2 separate regions of the Sus scrofa genome follow, and region 2 is linked to region 1. A link is a contact called in public HiChIP or PLAC-seq data. All regions are on one chromosome and are shown on one strand. The core of a region is the stretch at or near the end of the contact, and the rest is flanking DNA. Distances in the headings are between cores, read along the strand shown.

The links. HiChIP or PLAC-seq counts read pairs in DNA pulled down with a chosen protein or histone mark.
Region 2: a contact with region 1 is called in an H3K27ac HiChIP or PLAC-seq map of alveolar macrophages. The contact joins the promoter of TMEM2 here to the enhancer-like site in region 1. A contact is called at or near these places in 14 of 47 Hi-C or Micro-C datasets (alveolar macrophages, blood, fetal skeletal muscle and 7 more) and 2 of 2 datasets of contacts at active chromatin or transcription factors (alveolar macrophages and skeletal muscle).

Annotation. Positions count from the first base shown.
Region 1 is chr1:224,919,919-224,924,675 of Sscrofa11.1, forward strand. No RefSeq gene overlaps it. Among named protein-coding and RNA genes, the nearest start is that of TMEM2, 120 kb to the right of the region's middle. Within about 2 kb of position 2,388, at least 25 of the 83 cell types and tissues checked have an H3K27ac peak or open chromatin away from gene starts, as enhancers often do. A contact at or near this core is called in alveolar macrophages, liver, mesenteric adipose tissue and 3 more, where this site is marked.
Region 2 is chr1:225,040,046-225,044,802 of Sscrofa11.1, forward strand. It overlaps TMEM2 (transmembrane protein 2), which reads right to left and starts at 2,333. Exons shown (of 24, transcript XM_021064792.1): 1 at 2,183-2,333.

The DNA of each region.
Region 1 (4,757 bases), core at 1,138-3,637:
GAGTGACTCTTCAGCAAATGAGTTTCCTTACAGCACTAACTGGGGCTGCTAAGTGTCAGTATTTTTCCTCTGGGTTATATTATTTGATCTAAAGTCCTTTTTCCACTCTGAATTAACTTGCCAAAGTGGGAGCTCATATTTTGAAACAGTGTGATTAATAAATCTTCAAAAATATCCCAGGAACAACACTGTAGTCATTTACTTAACTCGCATTTAAAGTAATTAACAGTTTTAGAAATTTTCCTAGCCTCTTTAATTATGGAGTGAGACTCACGATTTCATCACTCCTACATGATGAACAAGCTAGCACACATGAGAAGGTAAGGGGAAGGTCTCTTTGGACAGGTGCTGAACGCCTTACTTGCTAAACATCCCCAGCCAGTCTGAACATCTGGTAGAGATTTTGTAATGATGAACATCTGGAATTTCATTTGCTACATGTAGGAGGAACTCCTTCCATCGTGGGAAAAAAAAAAAAAATCTATCATGAAAAAAAAAAAAAAAAACTCTTCTTTATTCAAAGTAATTTACAATCTCTTAAAATCCACTCATACCCCCCAGGCAGTCCCTTAGAAAAAAGAATCTCCACAATGCCTGCTATTGAAAAACCCCTGAAATTTCTTGGCTTTACAAAACGGCAACTTAATGCAATTCTTGCAATGTTATTCCAGTTTCTTCTCCCTCATTTCAATCCATCAATGAGCTCTGGCTTTATTATTAGAGTGACCCTTTATGACACTTCAGCTTAGTCAATGCTGTCATCAATTCTGTAACTATGTATGGAATTCAAACTATGTATGAAGACAAGTTAAGAGGTGGAGGAAGAAAGGCAGCAGGGAGTATATTTGTGTTTACTGTATACAATGTTCTTTTCCTGTGGAAACTGCTCTTTTCATAGTTCAGTAGATTATTTGCTCCACTGCAAATGACTGCTACCAATAAACACTTTTACTTTCATTTACGAGACCCAAGGACCATTTCCAAAGATAAAGACGGCTAAGATTTCAGCACAATGGAAAACATATTCCAAGACTTTTTTTTTTTTTAATTTTTTTTTTGCTTTTTAGAGCCACACCTGCAGCACATGGAAGTTCCCAGGTTAGGGGTCAAATCGGAGCTGTAGCTGCCAGCGAACACCACAGCCGCAGCAACACCAGATCTGAGCCGCATCTGTGACTTACACCACAGCTCACGGCAATGCTGGATCCTTAACCCACTGATCAAGGCCAGGGATCAAACTCACATTTTCATGGATCCTATCAGGTTCATTAGCCGCTGAGCCATGAAGGAAACTCCCCCAAGACATTTCTTGAATGGAGTCAGGATATTTAAAGAAAACCTAACAGACAAACCTATCTTATCATAGATAAGATAGCTCTTGCTCTTTTATTTTTTGCCATCTTCAAATATAGGGCCAATCCACCTCCAGAAATCAAGAAGAAGCCCTAGATAACATCAGCTCTTCTTCAGTTTCAAGAGTGGCAAGCTGCCCCACAGCATGGAAGGCTAGAAGCTGATTTTAGATCCTAAGTGTGTCTTTCCCAATCCTTTCTAAACTTGGCCTATGGGCAGTTTCATTTGCAACATAAGCCAAAAAAGTACTTCTCGGAATGATTTCCTCCTCCATTGAAACAGATCCTGAAAGGAAACGTTGACTCTACTCTTCCCTCAGTTACTCACTGTCAGCATTTCCTACCATCACTAACACTCATCTCATTAAATGGAAACTGTCCTTAAACAGTTATGACTGTTACAAAAATTTTATCTTCCTTTCTTTCACCTATTTTCCTTATAACAAATTTTCTCTTTGGAGCTAAAATACCAGATTCAATCTGCTAAAGCTTCTATTGTTTTTCTAATAATTGAAACATGAATTAATTGCCTGTGAAAAACTTGTTCAGTCAAGAAAAACATATCCCTATAATTGGAACTTTTTGAAATGCAAAGTCACATATGGGAAATATACAATATGGGAACAGCTTATGCGAGTTTCTCTATGTTGGTCCCAGATGAGCTTCCTTGTCTTTAGCTTTACGACAAAATGAAACCTAAAGTTGGCTGGGTGAAGGAGAACTTGTGGTGATTGGCTCTGTATACATATTAGATTGGGAACATATGTTTTTTAAAGAAAAGAACCTTGACACATTGAAAACTTTTGACACAACAAAGGAAGGAAACTGATCTGAGTGCCTTGTCTCTAACGAGCTATTTGCTGTGATCAGTCTCTCATCCAACACTGATCTCTGGTGTCCCTGTTTGTATTGGAGCCATTTCCTGCATGATAGTACGTTCCTGTTTGACACGCTATGCCTGGGAAAAGGCAGTATCACTTACCCCCACCCAGGCAGGCACAAGCTATAAGACGTCATCAACCCTCTCTGTTTCCGTTACTGGGTGTGGGTTATTCTGCAGGGTTTGCATCTTTTTCTATTTACTTCCTGCTCAGTTTAGGGAAAACTACAGAAGTGTCCAAAACTTGGTTTCAAGATGAATCAGCAAAGCTCAGAAAAAGGCAAGAAGGAGGAGGAAATTTATTTCAAGGTCTGAGATTTTATAATTAGAATTTTGAAGCCTATAGAATTCATCTATTCCTTGCTACTTGAAATGTGATCTGTGAACCAGCAACACCAGAATCACAGGGTTGTTTATTACAAATGCAAAACATCAGACCCCACCTAAGACCTACTAAACCAGAGTCCTTTTAACAAGACACTCAAGTAATCACCTGCATGCTAAAGTTTGAGACACGTTGCTCAAGTTCAACACTTTTTTTTTTGTTTTGTTTGTTTGTTTTTTTGTCTTTTCTAGGGCCGCTCCCACGGCATATGGAGGTTCCCAGGCTAGGGATCGAATTGGAGCTGTAGCCGCTGGCCTATGCCACAGCCACAGCAACATGGTTCCGAGCTGCGTCTGCAACCCACACCACAGCTCACGGCAATGCCAGATCGAACCCAGGGATCGAATCTGCAATCTCATGGTTCCTAGTCGGGTTCGTTAACCGCTGAGCCACGATGGGAACTCCTCAAGTTCAACCCTTTTATTTACAGATAAAGAAACTGAATATCAAGTGTAGCTTGTGCCAAACCACACAGCTATACATCAGACAGACTAGGACTAGAACCTTAATACAAATGGTCCATCTAGTCTACTTTTATGGTGCATGAAAGGAAGACATACACATCTCAAATGTCTCAGGGACAATACTCCTTTAACATCATCATCTCTCAATCCACAGGCCAAAGCAATTTCTCCTTACCCATCAGAGCTCCTCACTTCTCTCTTCATTCATCTCAGATTCCACTATAATCCTTCTTCCATAAATTCCTAAGCTTCTCTAGGACCCTTTTTGCAAAGTACACACCTTGAGTGAATTCAGTCACCCACTTTCTCCACTCCTGCACCCAGACAGCACAGCAAACCTGGAGAAAGATCACTCAACTGAATAGATTGCTTATCACTTTACATTCATAATTAGCAACATCAACTGAGCCCTCAAACAGTGCCTATTAACCTTAAAATTTTTCTCTACTACTAGCTTTTCCATTTTATGCTTTCCTAATTTCCTTAAACTTCCCACACCCATTCTCAGGCAATGACTTGTCTACAACTTCACAGAGATAATAAAAGGAGTTAGCTATCAAATCCCTCAACTTCCCATCACTGATTCTAAATATATACAGCATCCTGCATCCACCTGCGCTCACCTTCTCCCTCTCATCCTCCTTTTTTTGGCCACACCCACAGAATGAAGACATTTCCAGGCCAGGGATGGAACCCCTGTCACAGCAGCAATCCAATCTGCCGCAGTGACAAAGCTAGATCCTTAACCCACTGAGCCCCAAGGGAACTCTTCTTCCCTTTTATATCAGATAAACAGCCCACCTCCTAATAAAGGCTAGTTCAGAATGGCCTGTGAAACTTATTCACACTCCTTTTCTCTGGAAGAGACTTGCTCCACAGATCATCTCTCTTCCCTAAATAGGCCACATGCACACATCCTTGCTTCTAAATCTATTTCATCTGCATTCAGATATATTCTAGCACCTCTCTTGTTAAACCAAGAAGCACTCTAGCAAAGTTTTAGAGAAAAGCTCCCTGGTTTGATCCCTGTTTCTATTCTCTCCTTCACAGCTGGCTCCTTGGGAGAGAGTGTTCTCTACATATGTAGTTTGTACTTTTTCATCTCCCACTCACTATTTTTCACAGTGACTTCATTGCTGCATGATTTTCTTTAAATGTAAGCAATAGGAGGAAAAAAATGAAAGAGAAAAAACTCAGAGCTCTCACAAATGTAACCATTTCGGAGTTCCCGTCGTGGCGCAGTGGTTAACAAATCCGACTAGGAACCATGAGGTTGTGGGTTCGGTCCCTGCCCTTGCTCGGTGGGTTGATGATCCGGCGTTGCCGTGAGCTGTGGTGTAGGTTGCAGACGCGGCTCGGATCCCGCGTTGCTGTGGCTCTGGCGTAGGCCTGTGGCTACAGCTCCGATTCAACCCCTAGCCTGGGAATCTCCATATGCCGTGGGAGCGGCCCAAGAAACAGCAACAACAACAACAAAAGACAAAAAAGACAAAAAGACAAAAAAAAAAAAAAAAAACAAATATAACCATCTCTTTTCTCTTTTTAACATTTTTTTCTATTACTATATACCAACAAGAGGATGGACAGTTGGGGGGGGGATAGAATTGTATTTTATATGCTTGTTTTTTAAGTAAATTTTAATTCTGTTCTTGCATTGAGCAGAAGAAATATTTAGA
Region 2 (4,757 bases), core at 1,083-3,582, 120 kb after region 1:
CACGTTGTCAATACCGAAAGAAGGGGAGTGAATATAAGCCAGTGAGTAGCTCGTGTGCGGAATGAAAGTTCTTAAAATTATTAAGCGCTCTATCCTTAACCCCTACTGCTGATGAAAGGAGACATATATCAAAGTCTGTTTTCCTAACCTAATGAGGAGAATTTAAGTGAGCAGTTTCCGCTCCACAGGAAACCTGGTGACACAAATCAATCCTCTGCAGAGAGCATCCAGGGACATCAGAAGCTTGGTTTTATTACAAGGGGGTGTAACAACCAGCATTAACTGCAGCACTTAAGGGTCCTCACAGAGCGGGACCCCCTTTCTTTGCCAAGACCTCTCAACTCTGCAGAGGAAAGCTGGAAGTGGGGGATACAGTGCTAAGTCCTTCCCCAGCTTCAAAGAAAGGTGCATGGGATTTTAACGAGTCGCCTTACCTTAACTAACAGAAATTGGAGGGGGGAGGGACAGCAGGGGGAGCACCAACCCAGGGGAATAGAGACAAAGATCACCCCAAAGGCATAGGCGCGCGCGCACTGAGGCCAAAACTATGCAATGCACATTCCACCAACTTTTCACTGTAGTTGGCTTCCTGTGGGGTTTATTCCCCCAAGCTAACCCTCTCCAGAAAGTTTAAGGCTGTTCACACCGACTTTCAAAGGTCCATTGTTTCCATCCCCGTAAAAGTAATGAAAAGAGAGAGGGAGAGAAAGAAATCAAGACTTGGTTCCCAGAGACCCTTTCTTATGGAGAGGACTTACTCCGGAGGAGTTTTGTTACTCCTAATCCAAAGAGGGGAAGGCGACCCGCGGGGGGAGCGCAGGAGGGTGCTGTGTGGGGCAGGAGGAAGTTTGCCGTTTCTGTAGGAATGCCCAAATGCCTGACTGCCAGGAGCCGGAAAGCCGGGAAGGTGCGGAGGACCACGGTGCGCGTCCTCGCAGTGGCCCCCAGCGGCTGCCAGGGAAGCGGGGGGCGGGGAGTGGGGTTAGCCAGTGACCCCATTGCTTCTTACCTTCCCCTCCCCCGCTTAGCGTCGGCTAATTCAGGTGCCTACACAGCAGTCCAAAGCGACGGAGCTGAGCTCCTGGCGTCCCCAAGTCCGGATCTTCTCTCCATGGCCAGAGAGCCCTTCCAGCACCGTCGCCCGCCGCCGCCGCCGCGGATGCCGCTGCTGCTTTTACGCAACTGGCAGCCGCAGTCTCTGCCTGGAGGTGAAACCCTCTCCTCCCGGGAATGACGCGCACTTCCCTCTGCCTCCGCCTCCTCCTCCTTCAGCCCGGAGCCGCGGGGGTAAGGGCCTCGGCTCGGGCTCTTCCCCGAGCAGCTGCTGTTTCTCCTTTCCGTCCCCTCGGGAAGGAAGAGGAGGAGAATCGTGGCCCGAGCAGCAGGGCCAGAGCGTCCCCGCGACAATGGGGAAGGGGCGGCAGCACGGGTCAGAACTGGGTCCCCGGGAGTCGCGCTTGTCTCTGGTCGGCGGGCGCCGCGGCTCGCTAGGGTCGCGCTCAGCCTCCGCCAGCCAGACAAGCGGCCCGGCTCGGCAGGGCCGAAGGCTGGGGATTGGCCGGGCGGGCGGGGGAGACGAAGAAGGCGGAGGGAGAGGAGGAGACTGCGGCCGGAGGAGGCGGTGGCCGCGCAAGGCTCCTCCCGCTGCTAGAGCTCTGCGCCAGAAGCAGACACTAGGGCTCAGCGCCTCTCGCTGTGGCGCCCAGGAACAGCACCAGACCGCACAGCTGCCAAAGCAAGCCCCCCAACGAACGAGCCTCGCAGTGACTGCAGCTGCTAGAGGTATCCCGCAGCGCGTACCCGGCCTGACGGAACGTGAGCCTGCGCTTCCATTACCTCCGGAGTTCAGGCGGATCCTTCGCACCCATCACCTCCCAGCTGAGCCCTGAACCTCAGCTTCTCAGCTGAGCTTGACTGTACACCTCCATCACCTCCCGGCTGAGCGTGACACTGCACCCCAACACTCACAGCTGACCCTGACATTTCGCCGCCCATCATTCTAAGGCTGAGGTAGGCATTACAACCCCATCACCTCCCGGCTGAGCCCACATCTGAAGGCTGAACTGGACATGCCCCTTCATCGCTCCTGGCTGAGCCAAGCTCCCCACCAGCATCCCCAAAGGGACTTCCACAACTCGTGAAAAATTTCTGAGTTCGGCCACTGCATCACGGCTGCCCCCACCTGGCCAGTCACAGGCGCTAGTTTCTTGGCCTCTTCTGCACTTAGCTTGCTCTCGGACTCGGGACCGCAACGTAGAGCGGTCCCGGCATCCCACTCTCACACCAGAATAAATATGCCTACGTCTCCCCACGCCCCCTACCGCGCCACTCTGGAGTGGCTGCCACTTGAAGGAGTGGCGCTGAAAGCCACTCCCTGGCCCGCCCCAACACCGAGGGACCTAAGGATGCCTGAGCCGCCGGGGCTACAATCTTGGAATTAAACAGCCCGGGCCGCCGTCACAACTGGAGTTGCACTCACCCAGGCAAGTCTTGATTCCCGCTGAGGGCGCGGCCGGGACTTGATCAGTCAGACCCATGAGGTTCCAGGCTAGTGACAGCAGCAGGACTGCCAAATCCAGGCTGTCGTCATCTACCACTTAATTCGGAATTGAAAGTTTTCCCGCTAGGGAACTCTTTCAGTGAATACTGTGCAGATTCTCCATCCTTTTAATAAAAACTCAGTCATGTAACCATGGTACACCCAGCAGGCGGGAAGGGGAATTCCCTATTTCGAGGGTTTGGGTTCTGGATTTTATTCTAATATATGTTTCTAAATCTCTGCTGATAAAATTCCCCTGGAGCACTTCGAAAATTTTGGATTCACACACCTCCACCACGTACTGGATTAAGAGGTGCGGGGAATATGAAAGTTTGAGAAATAATGCTAGAGTGCATCTTGGAATTAAATAAAACCTTGAGGGGAAAATGCCTCTAAAATAGCAATTCGGTCTAGTGCTGAGACCTTAATGAAACCACCCAACTCTGGGAGTCACTGTCCCTTCTGGGAGAGGAAGGAAGTTTCTTAAAATAAACCCGATGGTTTTGAATTATAAACTGGGGAGAACAAAGGACTACTTAGTAGTCTTAAGGCGAAATGTCCAGGATCATGCCTTGTAAAGATAGGGCAGGAACTGTGCCATCCTATGTGGTAGGCTAAAAATTAGCCCCCCAAAGATGCCATAGCCTAAGCACTAGAACCTAGAAATGTCCCCTTATACAGAAAAAGGATCTTTGCAGATTAAAGATTTGAGTTGAGATTACCCCGGGTCCTCAGAGTGGCCCTAGCTGTAGTCTCGTGTATCCTAATAAGGAAGGCAGGGAGGAAAAGGCAATGTGACCATGAAGGCAGGGATTGGAGTGATGTAGTCCCAAATCAAGGAATGCCAGAAGCCACCAGAAGCTGGAAGAGGCAAAGAAGGATTTTTGCCCTAGAGCTTCCACAGGGAGAGAGTCCTGCTTACACCTTGATTTCAGACTTCTGGCTTCCAGGAGCCTGAGAGAGTAAATTTATGTTGTCTTAAGTCACCAAGTTTGGGGTAATGTGTTACAGCAGCCACAGGAAACAAATATATCCTGTGGTTTGTGCGGTGCCAACTTTATGTTAAAATGCCCATTTTCTGAATCTTTATTATGTGTCAGGCACTTTGCTTAGAGTTGAGACATTTCATATAACCCTTCCAAAAATTACTATTCCAATTTTAGAGATGAGGACACTGGGACTGAGGAAGTTTAAGGAGCCTGTCAAGTTCACACAGGAGCCTGTTGGAATTAAGTCTGCCAACAATTCAAACATCAAAAAGAACAATTAAAATTTCACATAAACTATTTTAATGAAAGTTTTGGTTTTAAAGAGGACTTCCTTCCATAACCCATATCTATTGCCAAAACCAAAGAAAATGGAAATTGATAGTAGGGAAGGCTTCACATGTAAGGGGAGGGCAGGGAATGTAGGGGAACTCTCTGTACCTTCTGCTTTTTGTTTGCGAAACTAATACTGCTCTAAACAAAGTCTATTAACAGAAAAGGGGTGGGGAGGGAGATTGAATCTTTGTGTTACCTGCCTTTGAGAATTGTATAAACTTTTGTTCTTAGATATTTATCTAGAACATGAAGAATCAAAGATCCTTTAAAAAAAAAAAAAGAGGCAGATGGTTTTTGGAAACTAACGTGAAAGGAAGTGACAAAGGAGAAAAAACAAAGTGAGAGGTCACCAAATGGAACTGAGGTTGTCACTGATTGGGTTCCCAGGGAAGCAGGCTCTGAGACAGAGTGCAGAGATGGTCATTAAGAAACGCCTGTGGAGGGAGGTACAGGAAGCAGGATGGAACATAGGGAGAAATTGAACTTCAGTGTAAACCCAACAACAGCCTCGGCTGACTTCCCCTAGAGGCTCTGCAGCTAGCATGACCCATGAGAGGTATTGGGCCTACACATCTGGGACTTTATATAGCCTTCTGAATCAGTCATTGGACATGGTACATCCTGGGAAGTGGCACGATCTTGGGAAGATGACTCAGCTGCTAAAGCAATCCCTGAGAGGGTCAGCTGTCAACAGCATTCAGAGCTGGGCAGCATATCTTCCCTTGAAGGCAGATCTGTCTGGTGAACTCCATATCACCCGCTTACACGGGATGTGACAACTTCACCATTGTGCTGTCCTATCCATAGAAAGAGGGAAAGCCCCAGGATAAACAGGATGCTCATATGATGTTTATTGATTCCTGGTGGTAGCAGTGCTCATGATCTTTTTTTTTTTT